2 separate regions of the Mus musculus genome follow, and region 2 is linked to region 1. Evidence: chromatin contacts called from public Hi-C data. All regions are on one chromosome and are shown on one strand. Each heading gives the region's core, a stretch centred on a gene start, on an enhancer-like site or on the middle of the called end of the contact. The rest is flanking DNA. Distances are from core to core; before and after follow the strand shown.

Evidence for each region. A called contact is a pair of places that touch in the nucleus more often than the background predicts.
Region 2: a contact with region 1 is called in a Hi-C map of bone marrow-derived macrophages, with 18 read pairs. The contact joins two enhancer-like sites. A contact is called at or near these places in 9 of 39 promoter capture datasets (the C10 cell line, the HPC-7 cell line, cranial neural crest and 6 more), 20 of 484 Hi-C or Micro-C datasets (B cells, CD4 T cells, the N1E-115 cell line and 12 more) and 15 of 115 datasets of contacts at active chromatin or transcription factors (bone marrow-derived macrophages, cardiomyocytes, craniofacial prominence and 11 more).

What each region holds. Positions count from the first base shown.
Region 1 is chr8:10,592,255-10,598,959 of GRCm38.p6, reverse strand. It overlaps Myo16 (myosin XVI), which reads right to left. Exons shown (of 35, transcript NM_001319151.1): 33 at 4,019-4,177. Among named protein-coding and RNA genes, the nearest start is that of Gm32330, 78 kb to the left of the region's middle. Within about 2 kb of position 2,414, at least 4 of the 459 cell types and tissues checked have an H3K27ac peak or open chromatin away from gene starts, as enhancers often do. A contact at or near this core is called in bone marrow-derived macrophages, where this site is marked.
Region 2 is chr8:11,176,277-11,183,884 of GRCm38.p6, reverse strand. No RefSeq gene overlaps it. Among named protein-coding and RNA genes, the nearest start is that of Gm15418, 7.6 kb to the left of the region's middle. Within about 2 kb of position 3,329, at least 25 of the 459 cell types and tissues checked have an H3K27ac peak or open chromatin away from gene starts, as enhancers often do. A contact at or near this core is called in bone marrow-derived macrophages, where this site is marked.

The DNA of each region.
Region 1 (6,705 bases), core at 1,165-3,664:
TTGGGACTAGAACCAGACAACAGTGCGAGTACCGAGGGATCTGGCCAGTTTCAGACATAAAGATGGAGAAGGTGTGTTATCACGTAGTTGATGGAAACCTACCCCAAGATGCCAGCTCTTGAGGCATGTGTGACAGAAGCCACACTCTGCTAACCCCAGGTCTGTGTGACTTGGTCCTGATGTCCCTCAGTTCCAGACAAAGGGAACAATGCTGAGATCAACAAGCAGTTCTTCCTCCTTATCCAGCTCCTCCTGGAGCAGATAACCCAGACTACACACAGAGAGTGAATATAATGCATATAAACAGAAGAGAGATAAATGTAAACTCAAATGTAATGACTCCATCTTTAATTGCCATTTTTCCTGATGCTCAGCAATAAAATGCATATCCATTGAGTAGCGAGAGAGAAAATCATACTGACCGTAGAATGTCCTAGTTCGAACTTTTTTTATTTCTCTGCTTTGCCACAAAATAAACATCTTTATCTTGACAATATTTTTGTTTGATATAGCTGAAGCGTCCTAACACCAAAGGCGGCTCTCGAATGTAATAATAAATAACCACAAGTCCAGGGAATAATTAAGTACAAAAAAAAAAAGTATCCAAGTCTGTGTTCACATCAGCGAAAGGATGCAATTAAAGTAAGTGATCGCTATAATTAGCCACACATAACTGTATTTCAGCAAATGAGCAAACATAATTATTTCTGGGAAACAGAGGTAGCACGCAGATCCTGGCACTCCAAAGAAATCATTTCCTAGAAAATAGTGCTATTTCTGCCTCATCCAGAACTTTAAATTATTTTAAATATTTACTTGCTTCTGGTGCTTTCTTTAGAATGGACATTGACTATACCCTGGGCATGGGCATGATAAATCCGCAACAAAATTGATCCCCCGGGGCTGGAGAGATGGCTCAGTGGCTTAAAACACTTGCTGCTCTTCCAGAGGACCCTAGCTGAGTTCCCAGGTTCCACACTGAGAGGCTCACAGCTTGTGAATAGGTAGTGTTGACCAAACACTAACTTTGGGGTTAGGCCCATCTACTAGGTTCCCTGTAAAAGTCCTGGCATAGTCTTGCATCACGCTTTTTAATAGGAGAAAATTGGAAGGTGAAAGGTTAAGGACCTTTGTCCTATGTTTGGATATTATTGCATCGGGTTTGGAGTTTGAACCCGGGCAGTATGACACTATGCTAAAGGGTGTGGTGTTCCAGAATATCTGATGTCATCTTCTGGCCTCCCTGGGTACTTTCACACATGTGGTATCCCCATCCCCCAACCCCACTTACAAGATAAAACAAAATAAAATCGAATAAAATCTTGTTCTTCTCTCGAGGTTCTGTGGTAATAAGCAAGCCACAGGCTACATGTGTGGAAATGGCTCTGTAACACTGAGGACTGGATTTTTCTGGCTCTCTACCTAGCAATTAGTGGTTCATTTGCAAGTAGTAGTGTTTCTTCAATGGGCACATGCTTATTGAGACTCTAACACACAGGTCCTGGAACTGCATTGATATGAGAAAATACCATGGGCCAGGAAGTCATGGTGCTTGTAAAAATTCATCAGCTTCCACCAGTCAATCTGCCTTGAGAGATTTGAGTCACCTTGATTGAATCTACCTACGACCATTTCCTAAGTTGTAACTTTTATGTTTTGATGATTTTTTAAAAACAAAACAGATGAAATATTTGGTTAAAGAGTTACCTTGCTTCCTCCTTCTCTAATGTATTTGTTGTTTGATCTGCAGGACTGTGACTACTCAAAGTCAAGCACATGGGGCGCTCCCTGGAAGCCCAAGTCCTCCCCAAGACAGCTCTGCTTCTGGTGAGGGACTCAGCCTTCTCTCTCCTGGGATCTCCTTACTGGGATGTTTTAGAAGACCCTTAGCAGATCCAAAATAATCCCCGTTTGTTGTATTAACTCTCAAAATTGGGAGAAGGGAGAGTAACTCCTCACATGACAATAGATAATGAGACATCTGCTCACTAGTTTGGAGAGTGCTAAATTTATTTTAAGCTTTATGGATTATGAATTAAGTGTACAGAGCATCTGTTCTCAGTGCTTGTATTGACACTGCTCATGTCTGGGTTATACAGGAAGAGTTTGCTGGGCTCTATAACAAACCAAGTTGGGCCGATGCCTGGATGCTTTCACAAGGGCTGGGAAACTAGCACACGTTTCTATGGTTAATCACCACCTCTTTCTCCAGAACCCCACCACCTTTCCCACTGAGCTGGGTGCATGCCCCCATCATTTCCTCCAATCCCATGTGGTTTTCTGTAGAGACTACCTGCCTATTGCCCACCTAAACAACTCTCTGGTCAAATTCAACATCACCCTGTATGGGCTTTGCTGTGATGTGTGTTCCATTTTCTGTTGGGCAGTCAAGTTCCCATTCAGATGGAATTTCTGCTTTTATTCACTTCCTCTAAGGCACGTGTCTCTCTGCGCTGACCTTTTAAGCTCTTATGAGTAAACTGTGACTGCCAATTCAGTTCTGTCTCTGATTTTTCCATCTGAGTTTTGTGCTCATAGGTCTTATAAGTCTTCATTGTGTGCTGTGTCTTTTGGTTTGTGATCATATTAACCGGCCTAGTCTTTTATTGTCCTTTGGAACAGATTTACATAGGTTTTCCCCAGGAGCCTAAGGATGTTATGGCCTCAGCCCAACTTGGAGATTCAGAGGAGCCTTAGCTAACCCATGGTCCTGGTTCTAGTACAACTGATTCTGTGATGGCTACATCTCAGTTCCACCCCCCTCAGTGGCCTTAGTGAATCCTGGACTTAGTCTGCTATCAGAGAATTAGGCTTTTCCAGTGTTCCCAAGGTCCCCAGGAGGAGAGCCTAAGATTTAGGCTGCCTTGCTGGGCTAGTGTGGCTGTCATGGTTGCTTTTGACATCAGCGTGAATGGATGTAGCATCACTTAGGATGGTGATTCTATTAAGGCTTAAGAGAGGAAGGATGACATACCCTGAATGTGGGTGACACTCTGTTCTGGAGCTAAATAAGAAGGAAAAATTATTAAGCCAGCCAAGGACCAGCAGACATCTCTCCCTCTCATCCTGGCTGCTGTAACAATGGAACCAGCCACCTCACCTCCCACTACCAATGGCTTCCATGGCATGGTGGGCTGTATCTTCTCCAACCGTAAGCTGCCATAAAGTCTTCTCTCCTTAGTCAGGCTTTCATGGAAGCAAAGGAAACAATAAAGAGAATTGTGGCCTCTGGTCCCTAACTCAGCCTTTGACTATTAGCTCTCTGGCCACCTTTTTCAGAGTAAGCAGAGATGCCTCATAGGGCTCTTCTGGGCACCCTCAGGAAAGAAGAGCTGGATTTTCCCATCAGTCACTACTAAATCCATATCAGGGAAAACATCTGTTTGCATAGACCCGGATGTAGCAGCCCAGCTGGTTTCTAAGTGATAGTCACCTGATAACCTAAAGCCAGTCTGCCCTCTGAAGGCCCTCAGTATGACGTCCTCTCACATTCTTAGCTGTGTGAAAACATTTAATTCTACAACGTTGGTTGGACATTCATGTTCTCCCCAGCACAAGAAGCACCTTCTGCTGCTTCCTGCAGAGCGGCATCCCACCAAACCTCCGAAAGGTCATCATACTGAGAGTGAGTTACTCTCTTCTGCCTGAGCGGTAGGATGCTGACAGTGATGCCCAAGGCAGAGCTTTGCAGCTTACATTCTATCTCCAGCTATTAAACTTACTTTTTTTTTTACATTTTAGAGAGTTATTTACTTATTTTCTGTATATGAGCACCCTGTAGCTGTCCTCAGACATACCAGAAGAAGGCATCTGATCCCATTAGAGATGGTTGTAAGCCACCATGTAGTTGCTGGGAATTTAATTCAGGACCTCTGAAAGAGCAGTCAGTGCTCTTAACGACTGAGCCATCTCTCCGGCCCAAGCCTACTTCATTTTTAACTGTTAAATATACTCTTCCTCCAAAGTACATGTGGCTTAAAACTTTGGCCTGCTGGCTCTTGCATTTAGAGAGGCTCACCATTGGTGACAGGATTTCCATTTTCAGCCGTCACATCGCTAGACAGGGAACTGGAGAGTTGAGTCCCATGGTTGTTGGCGTTTCTGTCTTGAGTCTCTGAAGCCATTTCTGATGAACTGGGTTCATCCCGGCTACTCAGGTTCATGTTAGTTTCAAAACCTAAAATAAATTTTAGAAAGTTTATTCTTATCTGATAAGATGTACTTCAAATCTGAGTAAAACACTGGAAGAGACTAATTAAACATTAATCATGCTTAAAACAAATGCCCCAAAATCCTTAGTGAAATCTGTAGCCTAGGTAGCAGTCAACAGAAGTTGTCATGGTACCCTTAAATACAAGCCTGGGAAAGCAACTTGTAATTTGCTATTTCTAAATAACCTAGTCCAAGTTTCTGGTTTGTATCCAAGAGTTGGTTATAATGTTTCCCATGCTGAACAGGTAATGAATTTTTTTTTTGTGCCCAATCTATTTACATTTGGTGTAACAAGCTTATAGCTCTGAAAAAAAATGCATGTTGAACAAGACTGCAAAACCTGTATTGTCTGTTACAATTATAGAAACTAAACTTCAAACGCACTAAGATACATTTTCTACACTACAAAGAGAATTCTTAGGGGGGCACCGTAATGTTTCTCACCAAGGGGCCTGAGATGTATGAAAACAGAAGCCATTGTTCAGTCCTAAGGGGGAAAGGGGCGCTTTGAAAGCTGTGTAGAGTCAATCAAGCGAGATTTGACAAGCACAAGAGCATAGGACGGTGTGGCTCTTCACAGACTCCTGTGTCTGCTGCCAGTGTGGCTCCGTATTGCATTTCTCCACATCACCTGACACCTGACTCAGTTTCCCTCTGATGCATGCAGGTGCACCCAGCATGAATTCTTGCTTTCCTAGGATCCCCAGTGCTCCTATAACCCTCAGGAAATGCTTCAATCTACCTCTGAGTGTGCTGTGAGTTTTTCTCTCTTGTCAGTGCTTAGCGAATCCTAACTGTCCTCGAAGTGGAGCCTTTCTAAGGTTTGATGCTAACACAGTATTAAATAAGGGATGATATCTTAGTCAGGGTTTCTATTCCTGCACAAACATCATGACCAAGAAGCAAGTTGAGGGGGAAAGGGTTTATTCAGCTTACACTTCCATACTGCTGTTCATCACCAAGGACGTCAGGACTGGAACTCAAGCAGGTCAGGAAGCAGGAGCTGACACAGAGGCCATGGAGGGATGTTCTTTACTGGCTTGCTCAGCCTGCTCTCTTAAGACTACCAGCCCAGAGATGGTCCCACCCACAACGGGCCTTTCCCCCTTGATCACTAATTGAGAAAATGCCTTACAGTTGGATCTCATGGAGGCATTTCCTCAACTGAAGCTTCTTTCTCTGTGGTAACTCCAGCTGTGTCAAGTTGACACAAAACTAGCCAGTTCAGATGATAAATATAATTTGCAATATTATACTTTGTTTATAGCAGAGTTGGGCACGGTCACCTTTGACCCCACTAACTCAGACCCCAAGAAACAGAGGTGCTAGCCTTGCTTTATAGGAAGTGAGTTTGGAGTCCTAGGGATACATAAACACATAACAGACCTCAAATACACATAGTCATTTGGGGTAGACATTTTTACTCCCCCAAACATGGCAAAATGACTTCATACTTCAAACCTTGACCGGTTAAGGCCACTTGGAGCAAAAAGAACACACAGCCAGAGGCATTATGCATATTGTAAACTAACTTCAAAACACCTTTCAAAGCCCCAGTAACAAAGCAGTGTGGACTAACACAGAAACAGATGCAGAGAACAAGGAGACAGAACAAGAGTCCAGAAATAAAGCGCACGCCCACCCATAGCCAGCTGAATGTCTGCATAATCACCAGGAATCCCACTATGAACAGGACGGCGACTCTGATGATGGTGCTGGCCAAGTTGGGGGCCACAGGCTCCCACTTCTCACCAGTTAAAAACCAACTTGTAATGATTTATTAAATTCTTCCCCGTGGTGCATGAGAGATGAAGGTATGAAATCACTAGAGGAGAAAGAGGAATGCTTTAGGACATTATCATGGGTGGGAGAGGGTACAATGAGACCACCAGAGCACAAGAAACACAGCCAAACAGTCAAATAGGATTATAGCAAACTGATAAGCCTGCACGTAGCAAAGGAGACAGCAAAGCAACCAGTGGTAGACTGGGAGAAAGTCGTTCACAAGCCATACATCTGAGGAAGAATTAAAACACAGAATATGCAAGGAACTCCCCCCCACCACGCCAAAAAAAATCAATTACAAAAGTAACTGGACTCAAAACAGACAGTAGACCTGGACACCTGTCAAGAGAGACACAGAATAAGAACAAACATGAACAAGAACATACATGAAAACATGCTGAGTACCACCAGTCACCACAGAAACAAATGAAACCAGTGCCAACTTCACTGAGAAGAATGAATGATGTAGGAAAGACAGAAGACGGGGACTCACGCGTGTGTGCACACACAGAACCCTTGCTTACTAGGATGTAAATTGGTATATCTATTACACATAGTATGGAACTCATGTGATCCAACAACCTCCCCATGGGTAAGTACCCACATATATAAATCAGCATGTCAAAGAGACACCCAAATGTACATATTCTCTGGGCTGTTGTTAGTAATACCACTCTATAGAATCAACCTAAGTATCTACCAACAGCT
Region 2 (7,608 bases), core at 2,080-4,579, 580 kb before region 1:
GGTCTAACTGCTCACCTCTTGACATTGCCAGCGAGCTGGTTATAAATAGAAGCTGGACACGCTGCTTGTGTCCTGTTGCTAGGTGATCCCGATGGTTCCTGTGACATCATGTCCCTGGGAAGCCAACCTTCATCGCTGTCAAAATAGCTCCATAAATAGGCCAGTGGGCAGGAGTGGTGTTCCAGTAAATTCTGCAGTCTGCCCCTGCCTTATCAGGTAGTGTTCAGGAGCTGTTGGTGACACAGTTCGAACGTTGTCAGCCAGCAACTGTCCAGCCAAGTGACTGCTTGACCTAGAAACAGGGAGTCTGGCTTGCAGCTCACCGTTTGTGGTGAAAGACACCTATGCTTTGTGTTCCCCAGTTGCTTTTCATGCTTTGCACCAAGGGAAATCTGTCTTCGTGACTGGAACGTCTGACCCTGCTAAGCCCTTCCCAGGGTGTTCACATAGCAGTGTAGGAACAAACACGGATCCTGTGTGTTTGCTTTTAGTGATTCTTCACAGATCCTCTGTCCCACCTGTATGTTCCTCCATCCTTAGCACACGGCACAGAACTGAAAGATGAATTTTATTAAGAAGCCAAAAATCAAACCATTTTAAACAACCAGGCTTTTTGTCATACTGAGTCTCATGTCCAAGGTCAGAGCCATCTTTGCCACACTTTCAAACTACAGGTACCACTTTGGCTGGCGATGCCTGCAGCTGGTGAAGCCCTGGGTCCTAGACTGAGCTCCATATAAACCTGGCATGGTGACATATGACTGTCAACCCAGAATCTAGGAGGGTGAGGCTGTAAGAGCGAGGTCAGCCTTGGCTTTATGACACCCCTATGGTGGGGTGACTCTGGCTAGCTTTTCCTCTAATCTCTCCTCTCCACAGGTAGTGGGAAAATAAAGCAAACCCCACTATGTGAAACACTGGAAATAGCAGCTATGTGTGGCCGGCCGGCCCTCTCTGGTCCCGAGTATACAGTCGCAGAGCTAAGGTGTGCCGACATTGTTGTGGCTTAGAGTCACCATTTGAACTCACATGTCTGTTCTCTCCGGGGTGAAACGGTCCACCAACCCCTGCAGGGCAGGCTCCAGGGCTGGGCTGGCTGCTCAGCTGGAACAACAGAATGCCCCGTCATTGTGTGAGTGTGGAAGGAGCTGCATGCCGTGAGTGGAGGTTTTCTGGGCATGGAGTTTAATATCTGTGTCCAGAGTACCGCCAGAATCTGGGAAAGTGCTGCCCAGGTGACTCTGTGTGCCCATGGTTCTCACATGCGGTGAGCGTCTGTGTGCAGAATGCATGCATGTACATCATGTGCCTTTAGTGATTCTTTGAACATCCTTCCACCTCCACACGTCTTACCTGTCCCATTGATAGGTTTGGGGAGACCAGCCATAGATGTGCTCAAGTCACCTGTGGTTAGAGTCCATTATTCTGCAAAACAGCAGTGTCACACAGCAGTGGTGCACAGAGGTGTGAATGTCCTGCCAAGAGACCAATGAGGTAGGATGCAGAAGTGGCCCTTTTTCCTCACGTAGTCACCCTGCTGACGTCACCTAATGTGCTGCCGTAAGAAAATGTGTGAGGGCTTCTGTTCTCTGCTTCATTGGAGGCTAGAAATTTCCATGGAATGTCACTCACGTGCCTGTGTACATTTCCCATGACCCTGGTGTGAACTGGGCTCTCCTGCAGTCAGGAGTCTGAGAACAAAGCCACTGCAGCAGGTCCCCTGAGGGGTGGGTAGAGCCTTCCTGGCTCCTTCCAACTTCTCCAGCCCTGGCCTCTCTGGGCTCGTAGAGGCTCTACTCTCTCATCTTGGCTACCACCTCCGTACTGGAGTCTCCGTGTCTCTGTCCCAACAGAATGGTTTCCCTTCTCTCTTGACAGACCTGTGGACCAAGGTTCCTCGAGTGCCACTTCAGCATGGCCTCGCCTTATTCACTTCTGAATGGAGCTTATTTCCAAACAGGCACAAGGTCTGAGTTTCGGGGCTTTGACTTATCTAATCTTTTGGGTCACTCCATTCAATCACCACAGGACACTGCTTAGCCAGAAGCTCCACCCAAGGTGTCTTTCCCATAAGATTTCTGGTCATAGTTCATGTTAGGCCAGGTTTATTTTACCAAGAGGGTTATTACAGTGTCAGTGCTTTGGTCCAAAGACACAGGCACGGTTGCTTTTACTGTTAGGAAGTGCGATTTCAAATGTCCCTGAGCTGATTTTTGTCTGGCAGGAAATGCACCTGACTGGTGGTGTGTTTCTTTGTTGATGGTTTCTTTTCTGGAGGAAGGTGGTTAGAAAACCACAGTGGGCTTTGAGACATCTTGGGGTTGAGCACGACATAAGCCTAGGTTATAATTAGACTATCCTCTGCCATAGATTTCCTAAAAATGGCCTCCCAGCTCCTTAGAATGCGCAGCCTCTTAAATAATGGTCCTATTTGTTATTCATAATGGGACAGCCCGGCAATTGCCTTTTATTTAAGCGAAAGGTCAAGAGGTTTTGATTTAAACAGGGGTTGAATCAAAGGTGGCACATCTATATGAAAGATGGAAGGCAGGCATGTGGGCCCTGACTGCACGCTGTGACTGCTGCATTGTCTGTGGAAACTGAGGGGGGGGGGGGACAGTCCAGCCCACACTTTACATGCATGTTCATTGTTGCAGAAAGTCAGTCTATGTCTTGGCAAGTTCATTTCCTTACAAGAGGCCGTGTCTTCCGGCAAGAATGGGTCAGGTGTCAGGGGAGAGAGGGCTCCCATCCTAATGTCTGCTGGTAGGGAGAACAGAACACTGGAAGCCATGGTACTTTGCAGCTGAGACACACTGGTCTGATTATCTAGAAGGAATTGGTGGCTATTCATCCTCTGAAAGGCAGCCATTTAGCCTTCTTGTTGTAACGACCTTGAGGAGTCGCCATCTCACAGAATGGCCCCTTCTCACAGTGTAGGGGATTGCATGCTCACACCACTCTCCGTGGGAGCTGGACCGGATTCCACTGCACTTAGCTTCAGTAAGCAGCTTGGATTTCTTCTGACTGTACTTCGTAAGGCTATGAGTGACTCGGACCTCCATGTTGGTAAGGGAAGGGAGGTCTCACTCAGGTCTAGCTGTCAGGTGCCTGCTGCATCTCACCTCATTTAATTCCTACAAGCATGAAAAGTGACCATGTCCACTAAGGTGCTTCTGCTGAGAGGTGAAGCGATGTCCCTGGGTGCTCAGGATGAGACACTGTGCTTTGTCAGTGGCCACGGGAGCATTTCCGAGACTGGGACTCTCCTGTTGTGCTTGCTGGCCTCTGCTCATCTTCTCTTCCTCACTCTGAGATAAGCAGGGCTGGACTTCCTCTCTGTTACTTTGTTACTGGGCAGGAACTCGTTTAAAAAACTTCCTGCACCGGCCCATCTCCCAGCTCAGGGTCTCCACCATTGGTTCCAAGCTGATTCTGTACATCCCAGCTCCTGGAGGATGTTGGGAGCTGTCTGTGTTCTGACTGATGGACCAAGATTCAGAAAGACAGACTCTGGCCCTGACGAATCCACCCACAGTTTTAGGGCTACCAAGACTGATCAGATAACTGCATTCCTTGGAGCGATACCTATGAATATGTTGCGGTCTTCTTGCAAGACAAAAGGGTGTCCTGTTAGGTTTCTGTTGTCATATGGCTCTCTGGATGGACACAGTGTTCTGGGGAAGACTGTATCTGGGCGGGGAGTCCTGGAAAATTAGGTTCCCTCCAAGAGAGAGGCTGAAGAGCTGTCCAGCTACAGGAAATGCTACTTCCTGTGTGCAGTGCCTCTTGTTCCCTGGGTGGTAGTGTGGTTGGCGGTGGGAGCTTATCTGGAAAAATGGGAAATGAAAGCCAGACTGTTGGTCTAGCTTTGACCTCTGCATGTGAACAGGAGTCCCAGCCATGACTGGCCTGAGCATGTCACTCATTGCCAGCCTAAAAGGCCTTGCTGGTGTTAACTGGAGAGCAGAAAGAAAGAAAACCAAATATTAGCGCTCCCATATAACTTTTGTTGTGATGTATCTTAGTCAGAGTTTCTATTACTGCATAAAACATCATGGCCAAGAAGCAAGTTGGGGAGGAAAGGGTTTATTCAGTTTACACTTCCATGTTGCTGTTCATCACCAAGGAAGTCAGGACTGGAACTCACACAGGCCAGGAACCTGGAGGCACGAATGGAGGCAGAAGCCATGGAGGAATGCTGCTTATTGGCTTGCTTCCCCTGGCTTGCTCAGCTTGCTTTCTTATAGAACCCAAGACTACCAGCCCAGGGGTTGAACCTCCCACAATGGGCCCTCTCCCCCTTGATCACTAATTTAGAAAATGCCTTACAGCTGGATCTCATGGAGGCTCCTTTCTCTGTGATAGGAACAGCTCGTGTGAAATTGACACACATGATGTCTGTGCTAAGTAGTCAAAGTGACTAAGCAGAAGAAGTCAGCGAAGACTTGGGGCTGACTGTGATTCTGGCTGAGGTAGTAGCTGCCATCTTTGTTTGCAGGGACATGGTAAATCATTTTTATTGAAGGATTTCTTTGGATCATGAGGACTGTTCTAGATCATGGTTAGATCCGAGAGAGAGAGACTATGATCATGTATCCGTCGATGACCCCAAACTTTTGCTTGTAGGTTCAAGAACAAGGCTTGTCCAGCTTACATGGGACCTGGGCACACATCTGGAGAAGACAGCTGTCTTTATACTTCCTAGGTTTGTAAAGTTGGATAGTGGGGCACTGTGAAGATACGCACAGTGATAGCATGGGTGGCCAACACTGCAGTCTTTAGTGTGAAGGAAACTCAGTTTTATCCTCCCATCACTGTTGTAGTGAGGGGACTCTAGCAGGTTAATTATGGCTACAGTAGCCAGGGATGTTCTGGTTTTATTCTGATGAAACACAAGCATGCATAGTCATGTCTTCGTGTGTGTGTGTGTGTGTGTGTGTGTGGTCCTCCCATTGCAGAGAGCTGAGGATCTGGTATGCTGCTTCAAGAGTTTACATCCTCTCTGGCTGCATGTACACAGAACCCACCAAGCCCCGATATCCAGGAACTTAGGGGCACTAAGTATCTCCTTTCACCTTTCTTGCTCCTTTGACCTTTGTCAGAAAAGCAGAGGCCTCATGTCCCACAGGTCATTGGAGAATGTTTTGTGGAGAAGAACAAAGTAAAGACCAGCTAACCCAGCCTTTGAGCTTAGGCTCCTGCAACTTCCACTTTAAAACGTAAAGTGTTTAAGGCGTTTCTAAAACTCAGCGGTGAGCTCACAGGACTGAGCCCAGGGGTTAACTGAGGAATGTGCATCTGTGTGTGATAGAATCCAGAGATGAATTGACCTTGGCCAACAGGAATGTCACGACCATAAGCTATGGAAAGCTGCAGGTGCCAAGTCCAAACCACACAGGGCTCTCTTTAATGTCAAGTCACCTACCTAACATCCTCATGAAGTGCTGATCAACTCCTTGGAATGTGCCCCTTAGGTAAGCTGACCTCTAGCTCCCACCAGTCCTGAAGCTAATGCCACCAAGGGCTCCTGAAGCCGACAAAAGATACGTTTCCAGTCCACTGCCACACACCTAACTGATGCTCCGACCAATGTAAATGGACAATGTATTGACATGACATTTTCCCTTGTGGCTCTAAAAGTTCTTTATCACTTTTTCTATGGTGGATCTGTCATTCAGGGTAACCTGAATTTGTGTTCTGAGGGCATAGTCACTCATATTTGGCTCGCAGTAAACAGTTCTTTATTTCCCTAAAAGCAGAGTTGCTGTCTTATGATGATGGGGCCCATAAGTAGCTCCTTGCTTAGCTGCAGGTCTCAGAGCATTTTATGAATTGCTTTTGAGTTTCTCGGGCAACACAATCTTTCAAGATCCAGACAGCTCCAGCGGAAGACTATTTGTTCGACCATTCTACCATGTCTGGGTGTGTCCAGGTGTATCTATACCATGCCTTCCTTGGTTTAGCCTGTGGGGGCCAGGTGATTTGATTTGGTTAGTTACATATCAGTTGTCTCACCAACTTTTATGGGAGGCAATTGAGATCTTTATTTCGCCAATTGCTTGAGAGGAGGCACGAGGACAGACACTTCATTCCTTGTCTGTGTTCCTTCAAATCAGCATTGCAGAACAGTGAAACACAGCTCAGTAACTCAGTCCAACTGACAACACTTCCAGGCTACGCTTTGTCATGTGTTCTGCTGTGCCCTCCAAAGAGACATGTTCCTGAATCTCCCACCTATGAATGTACCTTCAATGGTTACTCCTATCAACTGGACACAACTAGGATCACCTGGAGAGGGAGACTTGATGAGAGACATTTTAGATCTGATTAGCCTGTGGACATGCCTATGAGGGATTGTCTTGATTGTTAACTGCTGTGGGAAGACTCAGAACACTATGGGTGACATCATTCTCTACTCAGAAAGTCCTAGACTGTGTGGACAGTGAACACATCAGACAGACATGTATTTATTTCTTCTGACCTTGACCATGAATCTGACTAATTCTCTCACATTCCTGTTATCTAAACTTCTGTACAAAGAAAGGTATGGACTGTAGCCTGGAACTCTAAACTAAATCCCCCCAACTTTATTTATTTTTTGCATTGCTTGCCTTTTTTCAGAGTATTTTTTATCACAGCAACAAAAAATGAAACAGGACAGTGACCTTCTCTGGTCATTGCAGATAGAGTTATACAGAGCTCATGACAGAACAGGGTGGGCTCTGAACCCAACAGTATTGATGTCTATGGGAAGAGACCTCATGTGGAGCCAGCCGTGCACGGAAAACTGTGAAGATGGAGTGTCCTCCCGAGAATCATATCCTGCAAGCCAGAGGGCCCAGGCAGAGGGGTCTGCAGCAATGAGAAACCAGATGAGGTAAGAGAGGTCCCACCTTCCCCAGACTGGGTACGTACATTTCTGTTGATGCTTCCAGTCCCAGACAGTAAAGAGTAGATTTCTGGAGGGAATCCCGACTTGTGCTGTGTTGCCACAGCAACCTTAGGATGTTAACAGGCCGTTTAGTGTGCCCAATCCTCTGCCTGGCTGACTCTTATCTCAACCCAGACTCAGCTTCACTCTACCTATGTCTACTCCTCCAGGGAGTGGGCATGACAGTGAAGCGGTGGCCTTTGCAACAGCACAGAGAGGTTCTGACGTGCCCTCCACGGACACCAGCTTCTACTACCCACAATTCTTTTGCTGTGGTGCACCCAAAGGGCAGGAATGGGGCAGTGGGGAAATCAGCAGAGGCCTATCTCAGAGCGTGTCAGCTCAAGGTCTGGAATTCACGGGGTATGGCCTAGAGAAACTTGTTCAACCTGTTATTTAAAAAAAAATTAATAAAATATTTTGAATAGGTAACATATTCACAGGATTCAAAAATACATCAAAAAGGAACATTGTGAAAGCACCCTCCTCTTCCATATTTACCCACCTCCTCCACGAGCTTCTTCCCCGCTGCCCCAGGAAATATCTGATTAATTGTTCATGGGCTTCTGGTATTTTTGAATGCACATAAAAGGAGATAAAAATCACATGCTTTTATTCTTTTCTCTTGCTATTCCTGGAGAAAAGCTTGCACAAGATGCGTGCTATGCATGCTG